Regions from separate parts of the Sus scrofa genome. Here regions 1, 3 and 4 are each linked to region 2. Evidence: chromatin contacts called from public Hi-C and HiChIP or PLAC-seq data. All regions are on one chromosome and are shown on one strand. Each heading gives the region's core, a stretch centred on a gene start, on an enhancer-like site or on the middle of the called end of the contact. The rest is flanking DNA. Distances are from core to core; before and after follow the strand shown.

Region 1 (6,662 bases), core at 1,832-4,331, 220 kb after region 2:
GGTTCCTGCAGCTCAAAAGCACGACTCACAGACAAAGAACAAATCAGATTACAGCTCTGGAGATTCCATCTCTGCCTCTTCCAGCAAGTCTGCTGGCTCACACAACATGATATGAGGGCCAATCACCTGCGTCCTGGGCAGTCTGTAATCTACCTTCTCCATTAGTCTCCCACAGGTTCTCCTACTTTACACACACACCCTCTTCCCTCATTCATTGCACTGCACTCCCCTTTCATCTCTATGAGACTCATTAATGATAAGTGTGCCAGGGTTTACTTTAACAGCAAAACCAAAAAGAAAAGGCTTCAGCATTACATTCGATCAAAAAAACAAAAACCTCAACTTCAGAGTCCAGAACTGAAAGCCACTGTGGCAGAAGATTAGCCCTGGGCACCTGGCTTCTTTGGATGTTACCTGCTTCAGTGTACTTCAATCCCACTTTTTCTTCTGCGTCTTTTGTCTTCGGGGGTGGCCAGACGGCTTGGAGTCTGCCAGGAGTCCTATCATCTTGCTCGGTGGGGCTGTGGTCAGGCTGTTGAAAAAAAAAGGGGGCAAAGAAAAGATTAAGTTGAATGAAAGGTGGCCAGAGTCAATTAATCCCTGAGAACAAACATGCTCACTCTAACGCTTAAATTAATCCTAACAGCCAGTTGCATGCTGCTCTCATTCAAAGTAACTGAAACATCTCACCACAATAGGATCTTTTTCCAGAAATGTAAAGTGATCAGTTGGGGGTGGGGGTGGGGGAGGTTGGGAAACACCTCAAAGGCCAAGTATCACACAATTCTCAATAAATAATTTTTATCATATAACTATTTTCTTTAATCCTAAATACACTTTGAGCTCAAGATACAGATCCACATGTTACTACAACCGGGTACATTTATAGGAATATTTACAAATGCATCTCAATGAAGTTCAAAGTTATTTAGAATATAAAGACTGGTTTCATATTTTCCATGAATATAAACTGCAGGCCAAGATATACTTCTCTAGGAAGTCCACAGTGATGAATTCTTTTTTTTTTTTCTTTCCTACAGAAAAATGAAAGAGATGGATTTCATATTCAAGCTATCTTTACAGGAATTGATTTTTACAACTTTTAACGTCAATTCAAGATAATTTTTCCAAAGACCTTTAAATGTAATGTTTTAAAACATATCAAATACATGAGGGAATGATAATTATATGCCAAGTTGATACTGAGCAAGACATTCTAGTCATTGTCCTTATAAACTTTTAAGATCCACCAGATAAATGCTTGGGAGTCCTTACAAATTACCCAAATAATTTTTTTAATAATAGTAACAGTTTTCATTAAGTAGATGGTTACTATGTGCTAACTTCATTTAATCTTCACAACAACCAAATAAGCTAAAGGTTATTTTCTTCATTTTTTGCTGACGAGGAGATTGAGGCTGAGAGATGGTCAAGGTCACCCAGCCAGAAAATGGGAGAGTTAGAATTAAAACCCAGGTCTCATTCTCAATTCAGTGCTCAGTCAGGATGCCTTGTAACCAATAGAGAACATTTCAATCACATCACGAACATATTTCGCCAAGTGGCAGACTTTCAAAGGAAAAACACAAGTTTTCACAGAGGTGTAATTAAGTGGTGAGGAAATTTGGGCTATATTTCCATATTGCATTGATTCTTCATACTGCCTGGTTTTCAAAAGCACATTTACTACTAATGTTTAAATTCAGAGCGACAGTTTTCCTTCTCTACCTGCACATCTTATATATACTCCCACTTACAACAACCCAGAAAAATGTATAAAAAGGCTTCTGGCCAACTCCATACTCCTAACAAAGACAACTCAGTTATATTCATCTCACCTAGAAGAGGGTCCCTAATAGTGAGATTCACTTTGACAGGAAACCTAAAAAGACATACAGCAGCCTCACACACAACAACACACGAAACTCAACACTACATACGCTTTTGGAATCCGAGGGGCCATCCCCTGGCCTTGACCTCGACCGCTCAAACACAGCTCTTAGAGACTCCTTCTCATGTCTCATCTTGCGCTTGAGAGCTTCCAGCTCAGAGGTGTCAGCTGTGGTCCCCTTTCTGGGGGGACGGATGAATAAGGCTTTAAAGGCCTCCAAGGCAGTCTCCGGTGGCTTTAGCTTGACCTCTCCCCCCTGGGTTTGGGCTTCTCCAGGGCTGCTCTCACTCTTCCCAGGAGCATGGCAGCCCATCTCTGCTCCCCTGGGCTGCTCAGGGTCTTCCACCTTTGGTTCAGCTCTGGGGACATCAATGTTGAGCAGCTGAGAAAGCTGCTCCAGGAGAGTGGGAGGGGCCTTGGGATCGTTCGTTTTCTCTCCAGTCTTCACTGTCTGAGGCCCTGCCTGTGCTAAGGACCTCTGGACAGGCTGGGTCAATTTGAGCAAAGCCAGGTCCCCATCCTTTGGTTTAATTTCAGTGATGGTCTCCCCACCCTCTGCTGGAGCTCCCTTCTTCAACACGCGAAGCCCACTAAAAAACGCTGGCAGCTGGAAGGACTTCTCTCCAGAGTCTTCTTTTTTAGAAGAGGCATTCTCGGTAACACCAACACTCAAGTTCTGGTCTGTCACCACTGGTAGAACTTTGGAACCTTCTTCTCCAGCTAGTCTTTGGCCAGGGCTGTGCTCTGTCTGAAGGCCTCCATCATCAGCTTCTGATTTGTGGCTTATCTCCAGGGCAGTCCTTTGAGGGACTTCTCCACAGAGGTCTCCATCACTAGTGGTACCAGTTTCTCCAGCGGCAACATCTCGCCTACCATCTCCTGTCTTTTCCTGGGGCTCCTCAAATGGCTCAGATAAAACAAAATCAGGGGGTTCTGGGCCATTGGTGTTGCTTCCCTCTTCCGGTTCCTGGCCTCCATCATCTGAGTCAGAATCACTGGTGGTGTTCACCAGGGTCCCACGAACCAAAACGACATTGTCTCCACTCACACTCACAGAATCGAGTGGAACTTGACCAGCGAGAGGAATCCCTGCCTCTGCTCCTCTCTGCCTTCCCTCCAACTCCTTCTCCACCCCTGCAGCCTTCCCATCATGTTCAAAGTCAGGTGGAACCCGAGCCTCTGTCTCTGGTGGATCCTGGCCACTGCTGGGCTCCACCAGCAGAGGCATGGAATCTGCCACTACACTGCGGAAGGCTTTCAACACCGCATCTTCCTCTTCAGGCTTCACTGACTCCAATTTACTCTTAAACCCAAACAGGGATTTCATAGAGAACTTGCTCAGGATCGACTGGGCCATGTCAAGTCCGGCTTCGGGCTGTTCTGGTTCCGAGGCATCACGGCCATTGAGGGCGTCACCAAGGTCTTCCATGTTCCAGCAGTGCCCCAAGTGGAAGTTCTGACTTCTGTTACCTTCCCCAGCTCTCTCAATTTCTCTGCTCCATCGGCTCTTAACTTCCAGAACGGCGAGCAACAGGATCTGCCAGCGGACTCAGCCACAGAGCAAGCACACTTGGCCCGGCTCTGGTCCTTCCCGCGCCCTCCTTCCGGTTTGCGCGGTGATGGTGCGCCTGGGGCAACTGGAAAAAGTCCACAGAGCTTTACGCCCAGAAGCAGCCGAGGCTGCGCACCTTACTACACACGGACTGGTGAGGCTGCCCCTCTGGGACTTCCGTATTTATTCCCGGGGACAAAAGGCTTTTTGTCATTGGGAGAGTCAGCCTGCCCCCACTCATCCTAGCCCAGGGCTTCGCCACGAGCTCCGCCCCGGTGCCGGCGATCTCCTGGTCGCTTTCAACTTCCTCATTGGTGAGCAGGAGGCTCCAGAAAGTGCTGAGCAGGCAAGCTGAGCCTGACAGCCCTAAACCAACCCCTTCCCTCGGAGCAATCCAAGAAATTCAAAAGTGAATCTGCAGAAAATGGCTGAAATACTTCTTATTGGCCCTCTTTTGCCATCTAAATCCTGGTCAGAAGCCCCGTGCCATCCTGGCCAAAAAAAACCTAGCAGTTCACACAGACCAACAGCCACTTATAAAGCCCAAAGCAAAGAAATAAGAGGAAAGAAAGCAAGAGATCACTTCAAAATGCCCAGGCTCTCAAAAGCAGTTAATTGACTGCCCTTGAAGCTTTCTTTTCTTTTTCAAAGTGCTTTCTTCCGCTTCCCTGCAGGTTTCATCTGGAATGCAGATTTTAGCTGCCAGAGCCGGAGAAGGAAAACCTACACGACTGGTTTCAGATTACTGCTGGTTTAGCGCTGCCCTGGTGTCTCAGTGTTCTGCAAACAGGTACTTAGGCAAGCACACCCACCACACCCAGTGTCCACCAGCCTTAGGGTGGCAGAGTAAACAGCCCCAGCCCGGCAGGAATGATTACCCGACACACTCTCTATGCCAACCTTGGGCTTCTGCTCAGCAGCTCTGACTTCCTGGGCTTCCTTAGAAATCCTGCTGGCCAAAGGGCACCCCTCTCCACTTCAGCGATCCAAAACAACAGATTGAAACCTGTCATCATACAGGGTAACATACAACCTGCCTTGTTAGCCAGAGCGATTCATCAGAGGTCCCCAAGGTCCCTTCCCCAAAAGGGCCAAACATCCAAAAGGTCTCTATCAGTCCAGTCTCTGTCACAGGTCCGATTTACAGGACAGACAAAACCACCACCAGATATGACCAGTTCAGTGCAGCTTCCAACACTGATTATATTCTGGGGACCTGGCAATGAAAGACAGAAAAACTGCAGCTCCGTCTCCTAGCTGCACTGCTGCCTCTTGGGACAGCTTCTGACAGACAGTACCTGAAAGTCTCATTGTTTTTCAAATCCCATCCAGTCAGCAGGCTTTTAGTAAGCACCTGGGCCCATTTAGTAAGCACAGGGCACTGTGCTGGATCAGAAAAGTCAAACTGGCTTAACAGTAATCATGGCTTAATAGTAATCTCTGGCTCTCTGAGCAAAGCTGCAAGAAGACTGAGCCCAAGTGTTAAATGCAAACAGAAATTTATTCCTCAAAGCAGAAACTCTTGCCACAAGCAAAACAGCTGCCTTGCTTTATCTGCAGTAGGGAGTGGTTCTGGCTTCCACATTGATAATGAATTGTATGCCCCCACTAAGTATTAATCTTGAAAAATTCTGATCATGGGAATAAATTTCTTGTGAGGTATCAAAAACCCTCACACAAAAAAGGGTACATATTATATCGCATCGTCCCCTATGGGAAAGTTAAGACAGTACTTATGAGGAACCTAATCCCTGATTTGACCTTATGTCTATTTTTTAAATTTATTTACTTTTATTATATCTAAATGGATACATTCCTCTTTGCTCCTGATCAGTGTTATTTTGGATTAACTGGGGCACAGTTAATCAAAAGGTTGCCCCAATGCAGGAAAACTCATTGATGCCATTTAAGTCTCAGAAGAAGCGTTGTGTCTAGAGGAAACACCCAATGATAAAAATCATACTTCTGCTTCTTCAAGACAGAAGAAAGAGGCTTCATCACATCAGATAATAAGATGATCAGTCTTCTGAAGAACTACGTGGACCAGTCAATATACAGGTGAAGGGAGGAGTCGTGGCACATTATTTGGTATTTGGTGGTCTCTAACTGAGAAGTCTCCATTTTTTCAGACATGGTTATTGAGCTCCAGAATAAATTTCTGAGGACTTTCAGCAGACTTGGTCAAAATGGGACATAAACTGGAAGGAGTCGATGGCTCTTCTACACTACAGCATGGGGTGGTATTACAAAGTTTCAGCACCCTCTCAATACCCATGGACACCAATACAATGTTGTGGCAAGTGTAGGAAGTATTCGGTCCCAGGACGTTATTTGATCCCAGCCCCTTGGCTCAAGATATAAGGTATTATTGGGTTAGCAGATGCAAACTATTACATTTAGAATGGATAAGCAATGAGGTCCTACTGTACAGGACAGGGAACTATATCCAATCTCTTGGGCTAGACCATGATGGAAGATAGTATGAGAAAAAGAATATACATATGTATGACTGGGTCACTATTCTGTACAGCAGAAATTGGCACAACACTGTAAATTGACTATACTTTAATAAAAATAAAATTAATAAAAACTAAGCAGCCATTCCCAAGAGAACACAACTGACCAAAGCTACACAGCTAGTTAAGTGAGAATTACTAATAATAGCTAACATTTAGTAGGTGTTTACAAGCACTGTGCTAGATGTTCCACGCATATTAACTGACTGATACACATAGCTAGGAGGTTGGTATCATTTTCTTTTTCCTGTTTGGAAGCTGAGGCACAGAAAGATGATGTGGCTTGCCCAGGTCCAAAGAGTCAACAAGTGGCAGAACTGGAGCTTGAATCCAGGCAGTCAGGCTCCAGAATTCACAGTTAGTCCCCTGAAATTCTGAGCTCTACCTTCTGCCATTAATAGGATGCCACCTACTCCTGCATATTGAAGAGTGAGGGATGTCAGCCCAGTTTGTTGGTGGTATCTCACTAGGACATGTTTTAGATACTTTTTCCCTCTGAGATCATACAGAAGACTGACTTCACAAAAAAAAAAAAAAGAAAAAAAAAAAAAAAAAGAGAGAGAGAGAGAGAGACAGAGAATGATGATTCTTTTCCCTTGTAATTTAGGGGGAAAATCCAGAGAGGCTGCTTAGAAAAAAATCAAGCAAAAATTCCTAACTGGCTTATCTACTGGATACAGACAAGACACACAATCCTTGAGAC
Region 2 (6,735 bases), core at 2,881-5,380:
TCTCTCTTTAAAATATTCTTTACCTATAAGTCAACTATATTCCGATAAAATTTATTTATTTATTTATTTTTCTTTTAATGGCCACACCTGCAGGATATGTAAGTTCCTGGTCTGGGGTTGAATTGGAGCTGCAGCAGCCAGCTTACACCACAGCCACAGTAACACCAGATCTGAGCCACATCTGCAACCTATACCAGAATCTGCGGTAACACTGGATCCTTAACCTACTGAATGAGGCAAGGGATTGAACCCACATCCTCACAGAGACTATGTTGGGTCTTTAACCTGCTGAGCCACAACAGGAACTCCTATTCCAATAAAACTAAAAAAAAATTTTTTTTACCCTCTTGGGGAAAAAAAACTCTAGGCATTCACATCAGATTAAAGTATGCCAGCAGATACTTTTCTGGCAGCAGAACACTGCCTGATCTTCAGCTCTGTCAGAGGAAGAATTAATAACCTGGCCATTGAGGGACCAGAGAGCAAAACACATCCTGCTAGAAAGGCAAGCGCAGCTTATCACTGGACTCTTAGGGTGGACAATTTTATTGAAGGCAAGAGGAGAGAAAAGGAAATACCCAAGTTCCCAATTGTGTTAATTTTCTGATAATCTGTTCTTTGAAAGTGTAATGCAGGTAGTTCCCATTGTGGCTCAGTGGAAATAAACCCAACTAGTATCCATGAGGACGCGGGTTTGATCCCTGGCCTCTCTCAGTGTGTTAAGGATCCAGCATTACTGTGAGCTGTGATGTAGGTTGCAGACGTGGCTTGGATCGCATGTTGCTGTGGCTTTGGAGTAGGCCAATGGCTATAGCTCCAATTTGACCCCTAGCCTGGGAACTTCCATATGCACAGATGTGGCCCTGAAAAGTAAAATAAAATAAAATAAAATAAAATAAAATAAAATAAAATTTAAAGAAAGAAAGAAAGAAAGAATAACAGTAAAATCCAGACCTTCAATTGAGCAGCATTTATACTGACCATAAGAAGGTGGCAGTTTTAACTTTTTCTTCTCTCTCATGCCTATGCTGGGAAAATTAATTTTTGTGTTTTTCCTATTTTAATGCATTGAACCATCTTTAAAATAAAAAAGATGATAAGGTTGTAGAAAGGGCCTAGGAGAGTAGGTTAAAGGCCATGTGATCCTGGGAAAAGAAGGGAGGAAAGTCTTGATCACGTTCGGAGCATGAAATGTTGAGTTCTCAAGGGACCGATGTGCGAGGGCTCTAATTCCAAGGAGAATAGTGCAAAACAAGAGGGGCAGGAATGGCAGCACATGGAATTTATATTTGGTCCCAGGAAACATATCCCAATGGTGACAGTTCTCAGGTGAGTAGGCTAAAACAGGTGTATGAACATGAGAATCACTTGGGAAGGGGTCTGTGAGGCTACTATTTCCGAGGCTGTTTATTTCTTCCTGTGGCATAGCACAGAGAAATAAGGACATTTGCTCAGAGGGTGATTGAGGTGAGTGATGAAATCTCATTCCCTGGAAATACCATTGGTCCTGGAGAATTTCTAAGGACCGGAACAAACACATTTCTATTTTGCTATGTGTCTGTCTCCCAAAGACAACACTGACCCCCATTTGTGTGGCAAGTACTAAGGTTCAGCTTCACAAATCTCAACCGACTCAGTCAAGTAAAAGCCAGAACCTACAAGGTAAGAATAGATATCAAGGGATGTAAAAATGAGGAACAATCAATTACACTCTGTGGTCACTTGCCTCCAGGGCTGGCTTGTGACTTCTGTGACCAAAAGTGACATGATGTCCTATACTTAGCCATTAAGAGGATTAACAGTTTCTGGTTTTTTTTGTTTTGTTTTGGGGGTTTTTTGGAGGAGGAATATTTGCTCTGGAAAGAGCTATCCACTATGTAAGAAGTCTAACCACCCCAAGACTACTATGCTGTGAGGAAGACTAAGCCATGTGGAGAGACTGCATGGACTAGGAGATATCTAACCACCCCTACCAGTGCTATCTATCCCAGCCCAGGATCCACACACGTGTGTGTAGAAGTCATCAAATGATATATACGAACTTACTACAAAACAGAAATAGACTCACAGACTTAGAAAACAAACCTATGGTTACCAAAGGGGATAGGGAGAGGGAGGGATGGATTGGGGGTTTGGGACTAGCACATCCATACAACTGTATATGGAATGGATGGTCAACAGGGATCTGCTGTATAGCACAGGGAACCCTAACCAATATTCTGTGATAACCTGTACAGGAAAAGAATGTGAAAAAGAATGGATACATGTATGTGTATTACTGAATCACTTTGTTGTACAGCAGAAACCATCATGTTATAAATCAACTTAATACTTCAATAAAACTTCAAAAGAAAATAAAAGTCATCAGATCATTCCAAATCCAGTCACCCTGATTCTGACCTCATAGGAAACCCAGAACAAGAGCCACCCCAATGAGTCTAGTCAACCTGCAGAACTGTGACAGATAGTTAGAATCTATTATTTTAGGCTACTAAGTTTTGAGGTTGTGGGTTAGATAGTAACAGATAGCCAGAATATACCATGTGGATTCCTAAGGCCAACAGGCTATAATATACATTTACAGATAGAAACTCCAGAGGCAAAGATTGTGTTCATCTTGCTCATCATCCTATCAAAAGAAGCAGCACAGTACCTAAAACGAGGAAGACCTTACTACTTAATGAACCATTTGAACAGCTATATCTGTATTAGTACAGCAAAAAGGGGGCAGGGAGGCATTATCAATACAGTATCTTAGATGGACCTAAATCTGAACATTTGCTTAAGAAACAGAAGTCACAGCAAAACATAAAGGAATATAAGGACAGGGTTAAGGGCAGGCAAAGAGCAAATATTTCTGCATATTACCATGTTAGATGTTGTTTTAGGTGGCTGATATATGTTAGCTGATTTGATCATAACAATAACCTTATGGTATTGGTGTTATTACCTCTCTCTGAGATGAGAGAACTCAGCCGTGTTTGGGTGAAATAAGTTTCCCAAGGTCAGTTAAGGAAGGGATTTGAACTCAGTGTAATTCTAAAGCCAGCCCTCTTTCACTGAAGTCTCCCAGGAGACTACGACAGAAACAATAGAAAACAATTTGAAAGAGACAGGAAACCCATCCCTTGAATCTTACCCAGGACCATCTCACTCCATTAACTGCTGTCAACATGTTGGAACCTATTTGACCACATGAAGCTCAGACCAATTACCATTAATGCCACAGCCATGACTATGAACTGGGAACCAATGCCAGACGAAGCTTAAGTTTAAGAAAGCAGATGATCATGCACGTATATTATGTTAGCAATTAGGCTTAATCCTAGAATCATGAAAACTAAGGGAAGAATAGTACCCTCCTGGGAAGGATAGAGATTTCAAACATATTTTTAGTGGATTTCCACATTCAACCTACTTGAATACATTACACTCCTTTAGAATTATTACATTACAATTACTCATCCCACATTTCATTTATTTCGGCAAGGAACTGGGATGGGGCAATGAGCTCAGTAGGCAGATGGTTTGTTCATTTTGATGAATAATTTGAATGTCAACAAGTCGGAAGATGATAGGGAGAGAGGGGAAGTGGTAAATGGAAAAGGTCCTGGTGCCAGACTCTGGGATGGAGTGAGGATGTGCTATCACGAACCAGCACTTCAAGAAGCTAAGCACTTAGTGTTTGATAATTTCATGAAAGGACATAAACTGACTCTGCATATTTCCCATTGTGCAAAACCCATTGTTCAGTCCTGTTGAACACAGCTGTGATCTACTCGAATACACATTTTTAATTTTCAGAACAAAAATAGTGGAAATCAATCAAAACTTCAATATAAAACTGGTGGAAAAAAGAGTTCTCAATTTGAAAGATTAATAAAAGGATTAAGGAATTAAATGACCACATTCCCTAGCTTCAGCTTGCAACCTCTCACAGTCTCATCTTCCTCCCATCTGCTACAAAGCAGAGTTTGAATGTTCCAGTAATTAACAGTTATGAAGGATAAAGTCCTTTACTCTAGTGGTGCTCACTGTCATCTTCAATTGCTTTTAGACACTGAAGCAAGGCACTCTTTGTGAGTCCCAAGGGTCCTGTGCTTGCAGTTCAACTCAGTGGCCACTAGGTGGTAATATTGTTGATTTCTTATGCCATGATGTTAGATCCACGTCATCTTTAATGGAGTTATGTAAATACTTTCTATCACTAAACTGTAACTATGGAAATTACAATTACACTTTTAAATGAAATATTTTAATGGCAAAAGAATACAACCTCGTAGAAAAGTTCATCCATATCTGGTACTTTTTATGCTTACCCTACATACCTGATTTTTCCTCTAATTACACATAGAATGATCTACAAATTATAACAAAAAGGAGGCTTCAGACCCTAGAGAGATCCAGCTTATATTCACTGCTTCTGATTTACTTTTAGAAGCTATGACAAGAAGAACATGACTTTCCTTCTAGTACGGAAGACCTTTTACTGTAATTAGCAACTTGCCATTTGAATTTAGGATTGCAGCTATTTGCACCATTGGGAAGTCATACTTCCTTGACTGACTTTCTAACTCCACTGTCCAAACCATCTGATAAAATTGCGATAAAATGCCCAAGAATATAACAGCAGCTGACATATATAGTGCCAAACTCTGCGCTAAGGGCTCCACATGTATTATCTCATTCAGTCCTGGGCTCCTACTAGCACTACCACAATTCTTCTAAAATAAAATGAACTCAGCAGAAGAAACAGACCTGTGACTTTATCTGCAAAACCACACATTATATAATATGTACTCTGCACAATAACTCCCAGAAGGCAGTACAGGTGTTAGGTTCTTCCAACATGAAGAAAATAATTGAGTAATTCAAAGAGAAGTCATGTGATAGCAATTGCAATCAATCACTGATGAAAACCTCAGTGATAGCTGTCAAGAATCCAAAGGGGAAGTAGTGGCTGAGCCAACAATTACACAAAGCAATTTATCATGAAAACAATGATTATGCAAGATTGCAGAGCTCAATACTGATTCCATAAAATACTTAACTACTTGTCACCACAATTCTTTCCAAAGTACAAATGAAACTTCTGTTGTTACTTGTGGGGGAGGTAGAATAAGATCTCTACTAGGATTCCAGGAATGATAGTTGCTGGGGTTAAGCTGTGGTGAACAAGTTTGCTGTTCTCATTTTTAGATGGTATGGAAAAATGCTTATTGCTAGTTAGTTACCAGGGTTTTGCACCATAGAAAAAATAAGTGATTTTCCAAGTTATTAGGATGACACAGTATCAATACTGGGATTAAGATCACACTGACCTTAAATAAGTTCTTAGACTCAGTTCCTTAGGGATAATAAAATCAGCCTTGAAGGAGTCTTGCAAAGATTAAATGAAGCACTACGCTTTAACTGTTGAAATCAAGAAGCATTCTGGAGATCGATCAGGACGGTGGAGTAAAAAGAACATGGAACTCACCTCCTGCCACAAATACATCTAAAATATGCCTGCATGTGCAATGATTCTCATTGAAAACTAACTGGAAACTGATAGAAGGACTCATGTACAACCAAAGGTGAAAAAAAGATACACATGCAATTGGGCAGGAAGCGAAGAAAAGTAATTGGGTTGGGACATGTATCCTTGGGAGGGGATGCAGAGAAAAAAGGAGACATCACCAGCAGACATCCACTCTGGGAAGTGAGTGGGTTGAGTCACAGACTGAGTACCCAGTCCTAGAGCTCCCCCAAGGGAGATGAACCTCCTTGGCTCACTGGAGGGCTGCTGGGATAGCAGGAGCATGGCACTGGATCTGGGGCAGCCACTACTGGGAAGGAGACTTCACTGAGGGACATAGAGGTGACCTGGTCGCAGAGTGGAGCCTGGATGAGGTGGTGGCAGCTTTTGTTGGCACTTACTCAAGCAGTGCATCAGAAGCAGCCCAGATCTCTGACGTCAGCTACTCCATCACAAATCACCTCCTGACAATACACACCGAGAGTCCCCTGTGGACCCCAGCCTGCCTGCTGTATGGCTCCGCAACAGAGCAGTTGAAACTAGGGGTAGGGATTGGCTATGAGGGACAAAGAGGACTTGTGCCTGAGGCTGTGACTGAGTGGAGCAATGGATACAATTGAAGGCAGAGCATCAGAGACAGTCTGGACCTCTGTAGCTAACATAACATGAGCTGAAACCCTGCGTGGGCCCCACTTGCTTAAGCTCTGCCTCTCTCTGGGGCAAGAATCCCAGTGCAGGGAGAGGAGAAAAATACACTTAGAGCCAGCTTGGGCCCAAACCTTAGGGCTTTTGCTCCAGAAACTTGGGATTAGACCCTGTCCCATATAGGACAGTGATGGCCACTGAGCAAAGGGAAAGTCCCACCTCATACCTGGCTCCAGCTCTAGCCTCTCCATCTCCAACCACACCCCTATCAAAGCAATAGCTACTAGCACACCCTGAGGAAAGACATGACTTGTGTCCATGTCAAATCCAGCTCTCCAAGTAAAGGCAGTGGGCACATGGAATCTGTATAGGATGCTTCCACATAAGAACATATCTCCAAAACTGCAATAGGTAACTGTTTCACCTAAATTCATGGAGACAGACGAAGTTAAGTAAAATGAAAAGACAGAGAAACTGCTCTCAATTGAAAGATTAAGAGAAAACCACTAAAAAAATAAACAATGAACCAGAAATAAACAATTTACCAGAAAAAGTATTCAAAGCATTAGTTA
Region 3 (7,039 bases), core at 1,673-4,172, 150 kb after region 2:
TGCAAATCCAGAAGCTCCAGGCATTTGGGGACCCTGCCTTATTCATGTTTGGACTTCCAGAACACTGCACACTGCTTGGCTAGCCAGTGACCCAGAAATGCTTTTTGAGTTGAATTATTTCTTTAGCTTTAAATAGTAAGACTTCCCTGTGCCTCTGTATTACCCACCCAACTAGACTTGAAGCTCCAAGAAAATTTAAAAGGAGAGAGACATGTGGTCCCCTTCCTCTCTGATAGTCCCGTGCACAGCATAAACTGTGCAATTTCACTACTGTTATTAATTCAGACAGGATATCTAGATAATTTTTTTAAGTGTGGTTATTTCTAAAAGTTAATGTTGATCCTATTTAATTTTAACAATTCAAAATATTTAGTGTAGATAAGTATTCTCTCCACAGTAAGCGTAAAGGCTGTTCCCATAAGTATAGTAAGCCATGCAGTGGAACTGAACCATATTTGGGATTCTAATCCAATTAGGAATTGGGCTCTAGGCGACTCCTGCAGCCTCCTCAGGGGCTGGCCCTCCCTTCCCCTACCAGATCCTCATTATTTTTTAATATCCTCCACATTACCCCTGCTCAGAGATATCATTGAAGGAACACACTGTCCGGAAACCCAAGTAATAGAGGGAGACTTTGCTTGTCTGGCCCCCACAAATATGCCTGCCAAGAAGAAGATAGAAAAATGCCTACTGATGAAAGACATCATGGCGGTGCCAAGCACTGCAGAAAAATCACCCATTAGCATTTGGTTGTTACGAACTTTCTCTCCCAGTGGTGTTGCCAGGGCCAGTTAAAATTCAGGTTGTCTACTGTACAGCTTGAGGAAAGTCAGCCTTTTCCAGGGATTCTTCCAAATTCTAAATTCTTAGGTTGGGGAAAGCAAGACAATTCCAGAGACTGCACAGAAGCACAGTGAAACTTCACCACTTCAGCAAAGTTCTAAAATGCTAATAATTTCCACACCCAAGATGTTACTGTATCCCTTTCTCTCCAATTTCATCGAATACAGAGAGCTCTGGCCATTAAAGTTTCATAAGGACTCAAAGCATAGTATCACCTAAGCCACATAAAGACAGTGCCAGCTTCTCATTATGAACGCAAATCAACACAAAGACTCACTAAGGTACTCTGAAACACACCCGTGGTTCAGTATGCAGTTTAGATAAAGTTGGGCATGACGTCTGATATGTGATAGTTATTACAAGGATTCTAGAATATACTTCAAAAACCTGCACACAGAATTATGGACAGTTATGCAAGGAAATATGGGAAGTAAAACAGAAAAATCTTTGAAATCTGAACTTGAGGGTCTTACCTGGGAAACAAAACCAAACCTGATTGCAGCCAGAGTGTTTTTGTGAAATAAAATCATTACTCATGGGGGATTCTAGTAATGTTTTATTTCTAAGTTATTAATATTGCTAAATTTAGTGTAAGTCACAGAATGAATATACACACCTTGGGATATCCATGGAAATGACTTTCAGACTTTATTTTTCCAAAACGTAATTCAAAACCTAATGAGCAAGCCTAAAACCGCATATTTTGAGGCAGTGAGCCAACATACTAATTCCTTCTCTATTAAGAGAGAGGACTTGGAATTTTATGTTGTATTATTATCACTATCGAAGCTACAGCTAGTCCAGTGAGGTATGTACAACCCCCCAGAGTACACATGCACTAAGAAGCAACAGATGGGAAACCCTGGTCTTTAATTCTGTGACAAACTGAGGTTCTTCAAATAATCCCAGTAATCACTTTACTATTCCTTTCTCAATTCACTCATTGTCTCTAAAGAGTGACCCACCCTACGGACCAAACCCATCTGTCCAACAGTATCATTACAGAAACAGTGAAGCAGATTACCCATCTTTGCCTCACATACTCCCAACTTTGCCAACTTTGTATTTTGTTTGTTTGTTTTTTTTAATTGAAAACGGGTAGGAAATGAAAAAACAGCATTAGGTCATAGATAGCATCATCAAACAGCAGGTGAGGAGGGGCTAGCTATTGAGTTCTCTCTGCTATTAAAAGTAAAAGTGGGGAGTTACCATTACAGCTCAGCAGGCTCCAGACCCAAATGGTGTCCATGAGGATGCAGGTTCAATCCCCTCTCAGTGCACTGAGGATCCAACATTGCCACAAGCTGCGGTGTAGATCGAAGATGTGCTTTGGACCTGGCATTGCTGTGGCTGTGACGTAGGCCAGCAGCTGCAGTTCCAATTCAGCCCCTAGCATGGGAACTTCCATATGCCATGGGTGCAGCCATTAAAAAAAAGAAAAAGGTAAAAGTGAAATGTGTGCCTAAGACTCAAGGATTACTGATTAGGAAAATAGTCTCCACATCATTACCACTGTCATATAGAAAGCTCCCTGCTAGCAAGAAGAGGCTTAGAGGCATGGTTGTGCTAAACTTCCTAGTTACTCTTCAAAATATGAACTAGACAGACATTGAACAAGTCTTCACTTTATCAAAATGCTTTTTTTTTTTTTAATTGAAAAGGGGTAGGAAATGAAAAAACAGCATTAGAGACACTGGTCTCTCCACCATCTAATATTCAAACAAGCTTTAATGAGCAACTACAAGGCACCCATACATATATATACTTTGTATACACTCTTGGGAATGTATGTAAAGAAACAGTTTATACGTTGAGAGGCTTGTATTCTAGCTGAGAAGAGCTATTTGTGAGGTTGTTTCTCATTTTCAGGACAGCTGAGCTGGTGTAAATTTTAAAATCTTATTCATACATGACTTTTTCATTGACGGAAAAGAAAACCCAGGGCCATACAGGCCGATTTGTCCAGCAACAATATCCGTGGTTGTCTGTGTTGCTTGCATTACCTAGTAACGAGCCACTCCAGGCCCACTCATAACTAACCTCCTCAAATCTATTTTCATGAGTAAGCAAGGAGGTATTTGGCTTTCTACCTTAATATTTGAACAAATGACCAATGATGTGTGCCTAGGCCACAACCACCCTCTCCTGGCCACTTCTAGTCTCCCCAGGGGATTAGTCATTTGATAAATCTGCCATTGAATGGGTTTTAAATTATAGGTTAATCGGCAGGGAAAACAAACAAGAAGGTTTACGTGTTTTTCATTAAGATCTGGGCCCTGGCCTAGGAAGCCTCCTTTGGAGGAAGCTGGGAAGAGAGATGGCTTAAATTTACAAAAATTGCTCACCCCAGCCAAAAGGCACACTCATTATACAAGACATAAGTTGAGATGCCAGAAAAGGGCTCACAAAATTGAGTATAATCTTCATTTCTCTAAGTAATGGACCCAAGGAGAAATATTTTCTGCTCCAATTGGAGAGGCTAGGTCACGTTAATGGAAAAAACCACTAAAATAGTAATCAGAGTGACTGGATTCAGTTCAGCATTAAGACTGCTGTATGACCTTTGCTTCCTATCTCTGGCTATTTTCTTCATTTGTAAAACAAACAAGTCAGAAGAAGATCAGGAGGCTTACAAACTAGGTTTCTAGGGATCCATGGAGGTATTTTAGCAGTTCTGCAAACACTTGTGTTATTTTAAAAGGATATTTAACTTTAAAAACAACAGATTTTTTAAAAAAACACATATGGTCACACCAAAACCTACATACTTGTTTTTTTTGTTTGTTTTTTGGCCACACCCACAGCATATGGAAGTTCCTGGGTCAGGGACTGAATCTGAGTCACAGCCACAGTTGAGGCTATGCCAGATCTTTAACCCACCACATCAGCCGAGGATCAAACTCATACCACTAGAGACAACACCAGATCCTTGACTTGTGCCACAGCAGGAACTCCGAAACCTATATATTTAGATACCACCAGCACACACAGGCCTAAGGTGTACTTTGTTTTTTGGGTTGGTTTGTTTTTTAGTCTTTGAAATACACAGTTTTCCTTGACATATTTCTGAATCTATTCAGACGTTTTGAAAAATGACTTCATTGATCAGGAAAAGTCTAACTGCACTGGTCTTTCTTTCAATTCATATTTGTACATATATAAATGTAAGTATATTCTACAGAACAGGCACAACATATTCAATTGTGCACAGGCAAGGCTCAAGCTAATCTCTCTGTGCAGGGCCCCTACTTTCGCAAAACAGCCCACTGTCCAATAACAAGCACATGAATGTGCAGAGTAACAGATGATTTTTAGCATTTAATTTTATACTTGGTGCTTTTTGACAGAGTGATGTTTACTATTAAAACTAATTCCAGCAGTTCTTAATTGCTGATTCAACTGTAAAGTAAAAATTTCCTACAGTTTCAATCTTGGGGGATTATTTTAATTGAATACAGCCCTAGGGTAGTAAAGGATTTTTTTTTTCCAAAAACTATTTCTACTTTTAACTATCTATTTTGTAGAATGTGATTTTTTGTGATTTTTCTTAAGATAAAACATAGAAAGTAATTGGATCCCACGGTTAATATATGACTAGACATTTAAAAATCACTAAATTCAAACTTATGTCAAATTTTTGCAGAAAATATCTGCAAAATACATATCTGACAGAAGATTTGCATCTAGAATACAGAGCTCTGTTAAAATGAAAGAAAACAACTTCCCCTTCCCAAAATGGGTAAAAGATCTGCATGGACAGTCCACAAAGAAGATAAATTGTCAATATACAAGCACATAAAAAGATGCTCAACATACTTAGTCATTAGGTAAAATGAAAATTAAACCACAATGAGATACCACTACATACTTATTGGAAGGAAGGAAGGGAGAGAGGGAGAGGAAAACTGACCCATCTGACAATACCAAGTGTTGACAAGGATATGGAGCAACTAGAATTCTCAGCTTGCAAATGGAATGTAAAATGGTATGGCTAATCTGGAAAACAGTTTGTCTGTTTCTTAGAATGTTAGCTATACACTTTCCACATGACCCAACAATCTCACTCCCAAGTAGCTGCCCAAGTGAAATAAAAACATACATTAATACAAAAATCCATATGCAAATGTTTTTAGCAGTTTTAGTTTTAATTGCCTGTGATGGTTAATTAATGTGTCAACGTTACTGGGCCATGGGATGCTCAGATATTTGACTAGATATTATTCTATGTGTCTCTGTGAGGGTTTTTTTCAGATGAGATTAACAATTGAAGGGTAGCCTGAGTAAGGTAGACTGCTCTCCCTAATGCAGGTGGGCTTCATCCAATCAGTGAAAGGTATGAATAGAATAAAAAGGCTGACTCCTCCTAAGAAAAAATTCCACCTGTCTAGATGCCTTTGAACTGAGGCACTGGCCTTTCCTGTCTTGAGAGTGAAACATCAACATCGGCTCTTCCTAGGTCTCCAGGCTGCCGACTCACCCTGCAGACCTTGAGACTCCAGGCTCCATAACTGTGTGAGCCATTCCTTATAATAAATCTCTTTCTAGATAGACATCTTATTAGTTCAGTTCCTGCAGAGAGCCCTAATGCACTGCCCCAAATTGGAAGCCACCCAAGTGTTCTTCAACTGGTGAAAGAGCTCTTCAACAAACTGTAGCACATGCACAAAGTGGAATTCTAATCAGAAACAAAAAGGAATGAACCACTGGTAGATGCAACAGCACGAATGAATCCCTAATGTATTATATGCTAAGTGTGAGAAGCTGGACTTAAGAGGCTACATACTACATGATCACATTAACACAACATTCTGGGAAAGTCAAAGCTGTGGGGGCAAAAAAAGCATCAGCAGTTGCCAAGGTTCTGAGTTCAAGAGAGGAACTGTCTTCCAAAGGACACGGGGAATTTTTTTATGGTGATGGGAAGGTGGGAAGGTTCCATGCCTTGATTGTAATTTGGTTACATGACTAAATGCATTTGTTGAAACTCATACACTAAAGAGTGATTTTGTTTGTTTCTTCCTTTTTCTTTTTATGGTTGTACCTGGGGCATATGGAAGTTCTCAGGCGAGGTGTCGAATCAGAACTGCAGCTGAGGCCTACACCACAGCCACAGCAAGCCTGGATCTGAGCCACATCTGCAACCTAAACCTCAGCTTGTGGCAACACCGGATCCTTAACCCCCTGAGTAAGGCCAAAGATAGAACCTGTATTCTCACAGACACTATGTCCAGTTCTTAACTGCTGAGCCACAACAGGAACTCAGACAGTGATTTGCAACACATGTAAAATTATACCTCCATGAACAAAAGCATCCTGAAGACTGACATTATGGTAAGCAATGCGCACACATTTACATCAATTTAAAACTGCAAAATAAATACATTATAAATAAAATGTCAGTTATCAGTTGAAATTCCAAGCAAGATTCTGTTTGCAATAAAATCCTTCTCTTTTGCAAAAATACGTGTCAACAGACAGTGGCGTGAAATAAGTCCCCCAAACATCCAAGGAGATACTTATATCTTAATGCGACACAAACATCCAAATTCCCTAACAGTGTAACACTTCTCATTGATGCTACAGAATTTTTACCCTGCGCCCCAAATTCTAGAGCTTTCTCTTTAGATCAGGCCTGGGAGGGAGTGAGTGGTAGTCATCCAAGATGGTACCGCCACGTTCAGCAGCACTCTAACCATACAGCTGTGTAAGAACTCAGACAGCAAAGAGCATGTGACTAAGAGCTCACAGCGTTAGGCAGGATGTTATGGTGCCTTGAATTCCATGATATCTCACTCCTGCTCCTTTCCCACAGTATACCTTCGATCCCATTTCTTATAAGGAGTCTGATTTTCTCATTGTAGTTCTTAATAAGCACTTCCAAAGAAACAGGGTTCTAAATTCGTTTAACTTCTGTAAGGAGAAAGGACTTAATATCTTCTATTTTCAGGCCAATGTGAAGCATTTTCTTCATTACTGGTTTTCTTAAGCCAGTCTCTGAAGAAAGGATCAGAGTATTGGGTTAAAAGTGTTGCCTTGGATTTTTACTTTCTTTTAAGCAATAGATTTAGATTTGAGTTCTTTCCCCCCCTTAGTTTCATAGCTACCACCTATCAAAACAAACTGTTCCACAGTACAACTAGAACAGTCTCCTCCTATACTTACTAGGTCTCAAGACACAAGGCCTGTTTTTCCATCA
Region 4 (6,042 bases), core at 2,308-4,807, 240 kb before region 2:
AAACCACAGGCGGATTTGGGCAGATGGTGTGTCAGGGACATGAAGCTTCAGTGAGCCAATTTTCTGACAAACTGCCCTCTTGGAACAAATTGGTGCCAATACTTTGGGCACCACGGTTCGTAAAGAAAGCTATTAAAGCTGGCTGGAAGGGTTTAGCAGACCACGGCTTGGCACCACAATGAAAACTCAGCATGACTTTTGAGCGTGGCATACTGTGGGGTTGGAGGAGCAGAAGGGGCATGCGGTGTGCCTGATGGGGCATGGTGGTCATTGTGTGGTGTGGCCGGAAGAGTGCCAATGCCCAAAGCCCAGGCTCAGACCAGCCTTGTGGCACTAAGCAAGTCCTTTGAACTCTATGAAGTTGAGTTCCCCAGTCTGAAAATGGAGGTGAGCTACCCAGACCTTCTCATGGGATTGATGTAGCAGTCAAGTTAAATAATGTATAGACAAGTGTTTTGGGCAGCCTGAAATGTTACTCATCTGGGATGCATCATTGTCACTGTCATTCCCTCTTCCATCCTACCACATATATATCTCCAGATGTGAATGGCTTCAGGGCTGGAAGATGGTCATATCTATGGTCATGTCCTATGTTCCTTGTTCCTTTTCCCCCGTGTCCTCCTAGGCTTGACTTGGGTAAACTGCCTACAAGAGTTGCATGCTAAACTTTGGAGGAACTAGTTCTCTCCCTGCCTAACCCCCACCACCTGACAAAGTGCTCTGCTGCCTATCAGTGTTGACCTTAAGAGTTCAGAACCTTTAGAGTTCCTGTTGTGGCTCAGTGGTTAATGAACCCAACTATATCCATGAGGACACAGGTGTGATCTCTGACCTTCCTCAGTGGATTAAGGATCCGGTGTTGCCATGACCTGTGGAGTAGGTCACAGACTCAGCTTGAGTCCCACATCACTGTGGCTGTGGTGTAGGCCACCAGCTACAGCTCCAATTTGACCCCTAGCCTGGGAACCTCCATATGCCATGGGAGCAGCCCCCAAAAGACAAAATAAATAAATAAATAGAGAGTTCAGAACCTCAGACTGTAGTGAGGATGGATGTTTCCTGAAAAACAGTAAGTGGCAACTTCTCCAAACTCAACCATGCTATTGTTTTTTGACCATGACATTGGTATAGAAGTATCTTCAAAGTCAAGAAGACAATTTAGTCAGTTGCCAAGCCAAGAGCAAAGCTTGGTCGTGTCCACATAAGAGATGTTGGCCTAAGGGTGGTGTGTGGATGGGTTGGAAAGCGTGTTCTCAGTGGCTTGAGAGCCGGCTGTCCACGTGCTGGTGTGTCTGGCAGGTCATGATTAGTGCACTTACCGTGAGCCATGCATCCTATCAAAATATCATCTTTTCATTTCCATTTTTACTCAATAAATAATTATAAAATGCCTACCACATGCCAGGAACTGTGGCCTTGATACATTTGAAAAACAGCCAGCACACATCTAACTTATTTGCTTGGGATCTTTGTGAAATAGGTAAGAGAGTCAGGCTTCATCTTCTTTTAACCTATAGTAAAGGTTAAACTGACCCAAGGAATTGAGTGGTTTTACTGAGTCGGGGACAGAGCAGGATTGAACTGCCTTTCTTCTCACTTCTCCATCCCTGGATGCCTTTTCCATTGGTGCTTCAGTCTCAAGGCCTCTAGAGTTGTTTGAAGGTGAAAACACAGCAAGGTCAGGAACCAGGTGTCACACACCCCTCACTCCAGGGGTGGGTCGGCTGAATGGGTGTGATACAAACAGGGACCAGGAGATGCAAAGAGGAGTAGCAGGGCCCATGTTCTCTTATTGTGATTAGAGCCTCCCTTGTTTAAGGAGCTTAGGTCTTGGGAGTTCCCTGGTGGCTCAGTGGGTTAAGGATCTGGTGTTGGCACTGCTGTGCCTCAGGTTCAGTCCCTAGTCCAGGAACTTCCTCATGCCCATGCCATAGGTGCAGTGCAGTCCAAAAAAAAAAAAAAAAAAAAAGATGTAAGGGAAAAGGGACAGATATAAATGTTGAAAGACACACGTACAGCATGCCAAGATAGAAGCTGTGAGCCCAGGTTGTGGTTGAGATAGTCACCATGACAGGAGCTCTGGAGGGAAGTAAGGCTCTGGCCTCAGGGAAGCCTTCTCAGGTCAAGTGGAGTTTAGCTGCATGCCCTTGAGGAGGTGGTCACGTGGATCATGGGGGCTTAGTTTCAGGCATGAAGAGGTGGGAGGAAATAGACTCGTTATCTAGAATGTGTTGAGTGCAGAGTGGTTGGGGATCAAATAGAGGGTGGCAAGAAGGCTGGACACTTTTAAGATTGTCGCCACATTTCTCTACTTAAGAGTATCTGGGGGGAGTTCCCCGGTGGCCTAGTGGTTGAGGATTCGGTGTTGTCACTGGTGTGGCACGGGTTTGATCCCTGACCTGGGAACTTATGCATGCTGCAGGTGTGGCAAAAAAAAAAAAAAAAAAGAGTATCTAAGGACAGGAGCCCATTGTCCATGTCAGTTGGGACTCTAAGTTCCTGCCTCACACAGCCTGTCCCCTTGTCTGCAGAGTGTTCCATGCAGATAAAAAGGCTGCCCCACATCTGCAGATGCCTTTGACGGCAGCCGAGGTAGCAGGTGGGAGTGGGACTTGGGTAGTTCTTTTGGTTTTGGTCAAATACATTTGCAGTTAGGCACCAACACCATTGGGACTTCCGGGGATGGGGCAGGTGTTTCTTCAGTCACAAAGTATGTATGGATGTCACAGGGGGACTGGAGCAGACACGCCTCCTGCCATGCTCAGCATGTGCTGGATGGTCCCTAGACCAGCTCCTTCTACTAGCTGCTCCACTTTCCCTGTGGGGTTATTTATTTATTTATTTATTTTTAGTATTAGATGACGATTTTATTATTTTTTTAAATTTTTTGATTTTCATTTTTTTAAGTTTTATTGAAGTATAATTAATTTACAAGGCTGTGATCATTTCTGCTGTGCAACAAAGTGACCCAGTCATATGTATACACACATTCATTCTCTTTCAGATTCTTTTCCCACATGGATTATCACAAGATATTGGGTAGAGTTCCCTGTGCCATACAGCAGGTCCCCATGGGCCAGTCATTCCATATACCTCAGTGTGCATATGCCAATCCCCAACCCCCAGTCCTTCCCTCTCACCCGCGTCTGTGGGGTTATTTGTTTGGACACACTGACTCGGAAGCTCCCAGGGGGCCAGACACTGACCCCTCCCAGTACTGTGGGGAACACTGGTCCCACCGGGGGGTGCAGAGTACATGGCATTCGGTCTGATCAGGATGGAGTGACACTCACCCAGGGCCCTTCCAAGCAGGGATCGGGGGCCGGCTCGGGGCCCTCCTGGTTGTCGCCCCCACTAGCCTGTCAGAGTTTATCTTTGCATGAGACAGATTGTGGTGAAGGAGACAGTCAGTCCAGGAGACTGGCCTGCCCTGAGGAGGCTCAAGGGACCTTCCTGGTGCCATCTTCCTGGTACGCGAGAGCTCGGCAGCCTGTGTCAACAAGCCCAGCCCTGTTTGGACAAGATGTGGTTGACTAACGTTTTCCTCTTGGGCAGTAGGAGTGGACGGGCCTGCTGGGAGGAGCCCCTTTGCTGTAAACTACAGAGATGCCTGTCTTCTGAACCGAACCAGCGGGTCACTTCTGCCTCATTTTTTTTTTTTTTTTCCAATCCTTCAGCAGATGATGGGAGACACCATTTGTTGAGTTTGTGCAGACTCTAAATACTCCTTGGTCACTGGACTGTGCAAAAATATGGCAACAATGCAGGTGCTATGGCCTAGAAATGTTTCCGAAGGCAAGGGAGGAAAAAGCAGTTCTTCTGACAGTAAATGATACATTATACTAATATCAGAAGAATTTTTTTTTGCATGTGTGGTCAGTGAAGAGAATTTTTGGCAGTTGGTTCTCATTGAAGGAGGTCTGTATACAGCACGCTGGAGCCTGGTCAGCGCCTCTGGCTTTTTTTTTTTTTTTTTTTTTTTTTTTTTTTTTTCACATGCAGAGCTGTGGTGCCTAGGGGTCTGGGCTGTGACAGCAAGACGTGACTGCAGGCAGGGAGTGGTCAGCTTGCGCTCAGCATTCCAGATCCTGGCTGTGAGCAGAGTAAGTTGCTGGTATCCACACAGCTTTCTCCCCAGCGCCCCTCCCCAGCCAGGCCTCCCAGCCTTGCTTCAGTGTGTTCATCTGTGGTCCAAGACAAGTCACATCTCTAACCCCCCAGTTACAGCAGCCAGGAGAGCATGTGGATGCCCATCAGCCTTGCTCCAATTTAAGCAGAGGAGTTGAGCGGCAACCAATGGGATCTCCATTGCCGCAAGTGGTACCAAGGCTCTTTTGATGCAGAAGCAGTAGGAATATAGGTTTAGACTTCTGCTATTTCCAGATAATTTTTAATTTCTCCAAGCATATTTATAAATAGAGCTCAAATCATTCATTGGAGAGGGGAAAAGTGCAAGAAAATCAAATGCATTCACCTGTTGCTTTGTTCGATAAGAGATGCACACACAACATCTGTGTGTCCTTTGGTGCCTGGTGTCCTCCTCTGGGCCCAGCCTTTTGGTCCCAGGTGGACCCAGTGGGCAGTGCCAGGACAGGACATCAACTTCTCACTTGCATTAGCCCTGGTACTTAGAACATTTGCCTCTATGAGTTTTGGATAGACCCACATTTTCACCCTGCCAATCTGATTGTAAAGCTCTAGAATCCAGGGAGAGCACAGCACCTCGAAACTGGCTTGACTCCCAAAGTCAAGTACCCTTTGAAAGAGGGCAATTTAGTTTAATTAAAGGTTAGGAAGCACTCTCTTTTGATACCTACAGAAGGAAACACAAAATGGAATATGTGATCATGTTCTTTCTTTAAATGTGGTTCTAGGAGGACAACCAATAATTTATTTTGTGCCTTCTATGTACCAGACACTCCATATGTAGTTATTTTTTAACTAAGAAATCCTGTGCTTCCCCCTCACAAGGGTAGGTTGGGGTGTAGAGTGGGTGAGACCTTGGCCAGGACTGACCATCTGATGTGGCTGAGGGTCTGGATTCACATCATGATTTTGACTCCAGAGCATGGCTTTCACTCTCAGCACCCATGACATTGGGCCATGGAATTCTTGGTTGTGGGGCCTGCATCCCTGACATCTGCCCCCTCCATGCCTCCAGAACACCAGCATCGCCAACCCATAATAATGTCCCCTGCCACTTGTGACAACCCGCAATAATATTATCCCCTGCCAACCAACATCACCCTTTGTGGAGAACCAGTTCTCTGTGGGCTTTATTTTTTCCTGCTGCAGTGCATTCAGAAGGCAATTTGTGGTACCTTTAAAGACTCTCTGTGGCTGGCTTACTTATGTTTATATTAATTGTTTGTATTATAAAATTGATAAAGGCCATTGTGGATGATTCAGAAAATAAATTATTGACAATCTTACCACTTAGAAATACCTACTTTCAACGTTTGGTGCATTTCTTTCCAGGCTCTCTTTCTATGTGTATATATATATATGTGTGTGTGTGTGTAGTAAAAAAAATCATACTGTAGGAGTTCCCTGGTGGCCTAGTGGTTAAGGACGATGTGTTGTCACTGTTGTGGCTCAGGTCACTGCTGTAGCATGGGTTCAATTTCTGGCCAGGGAACTTCTGCATGCCTCAGTTGTAACTCCCCAAGAAAACATACTATAAATATTTTAACGTGGATTTTTATACCTAATATGTTGTCAAGACCATTTTCATACATTAAAAGCATTGCTGTAATTATTTTTACTAATTGGATTATATCCTATGTTTATCCCACAGTTTAGTTAGGCATTCCACAAATATTGGACATTTAGTTTTTCCAATTTGTCCCCAGCAAAAGCTTTGCTTCAGTGGACATATTTGCACATGAATCTTTGTGTAGATTCCTGATAAATTCTCTAGGGTATATATTTCTATGAAAAGAAAAAGTGGGTCATGTTCCATGCATATTTTTAGACTCTGTTTCCTACATACTGTCAAATTGATTTCTGTTAATGTTGGGCTCTCTCTTCCTCTGTTTGTAG

The links. Hi-C and Micro-C count contacts between places; a contact is called where the count stands out from the background. HiChIP or PLAC-seq counts read pairs in DNA pulled down with a chosen protein or histone mark.
Region 1: an H3K27ac HiChIP or PLAC-seq map of alveolar macrophages shows a contact between it and region 2. The contact joins two enhancer-like sites. A contact is called at or near these places in 1 of 47 Hi-C or Micro-C datasets (embryonic fibroblasts) and 1 of 2 datasets of contacts at active chromatin or transcription factors (alveolar macrophages).
Region 3: a Hi-C map of fibroblasts shows a contact between it and region 2, with 2.6 times the contacts expected there. The contact joins two enhancer-like sites. A contact is called at or near these places in 5 of 47 Hi-C or Micro-C datasets (embryonic fibroblasts, fibroblasts, retroperitoneal adipose tissue and 2 more).
Region 4: a Hi-C map of embryonic fibroblasts shows a contact between it and region 2, with 3 times the contacts expected there. The contact joins two enhancer-like sites. A contact is called at or near these places in 4 of 47 Hi-C or Micro-C datasets (adipocytes, embryonic fibroblasts and fibroblasts).

Annotation. Positions count from the first base shown.
Region 1 is chr1:137,005,215-137,011,876 of Sscrofa11.1, forward strand. It overlaps FMN1 (formin-1), which reads right to left. Exons shown (of 22, transcript XM_021098316.1): 6 at 415-532. Among named protein-coding and RNA genes, the nearest start is that of FMN1, 150 kb to the right of the region's middle. Within about 2 kb of position 3,082, at least 54 of the 83 cell types and tissues checked have an H3K27ac peak or open chromatin away from gene starts, as enhancers often do. A contact at or near this core is called in alveolar macrophages and embryonic fibroblasts, where this site is marked.
Region 2 is chr1:136,781,856-136,788,590 of Sscrofa11.1, forward strand. The region is part of intron 18 of FMN1 (formin-1); the gene reads right to left. Among named protein-coding and RNA genes, the nearest start is that of GREM1, 170 kb to the left of the region's middle. Within about 2 kb of position 4,131, at least 4 of the 83 cell types and tissues checked have an H3K27ac peak or open chromatin away from gene starts, as enhancers often do. A contact at or near this core is called in alveolar macrophages and embryonic fibroblasts, where this site is marked.
Region 3 is chr1:136,929,714-136,936,752 of Sscrofa11.1, forward strand. The region is part of intron 7 of FMN1 (formin-1); the gene reads right to left. Among named protein-coding and RNA genes, the nearest start is that of FMN1, 230 kb to the right of the region's middle. Within about 2 kb of position 2,923, at least 10 of the 83 cell types and tissues checked have an H3K27ac peak or open chromatin away from gene starts, as enhancers often do. A contact at or near this core is called in embryonic fibroblasts, where this site is marked.
Region 4 is chr1:136,543,509-136,549,550 of Sscrofa11.1, forward strand. The region is part of intron 2 of SCG5 (secretogranin V); the gene reads left to right. Among named protein-coding and RNA genes, the nearest start is that of SCG5, 21 kb to the left of the region's middle. Within about 2 kb of position 3,558, at least 7 of the 83 cell types and tissues checked have an H3K27ac peak or open chromatin away from gene starts, as enhancers often do. A contact at or near this core is called in embryonic fibroblasts, where this site is marked.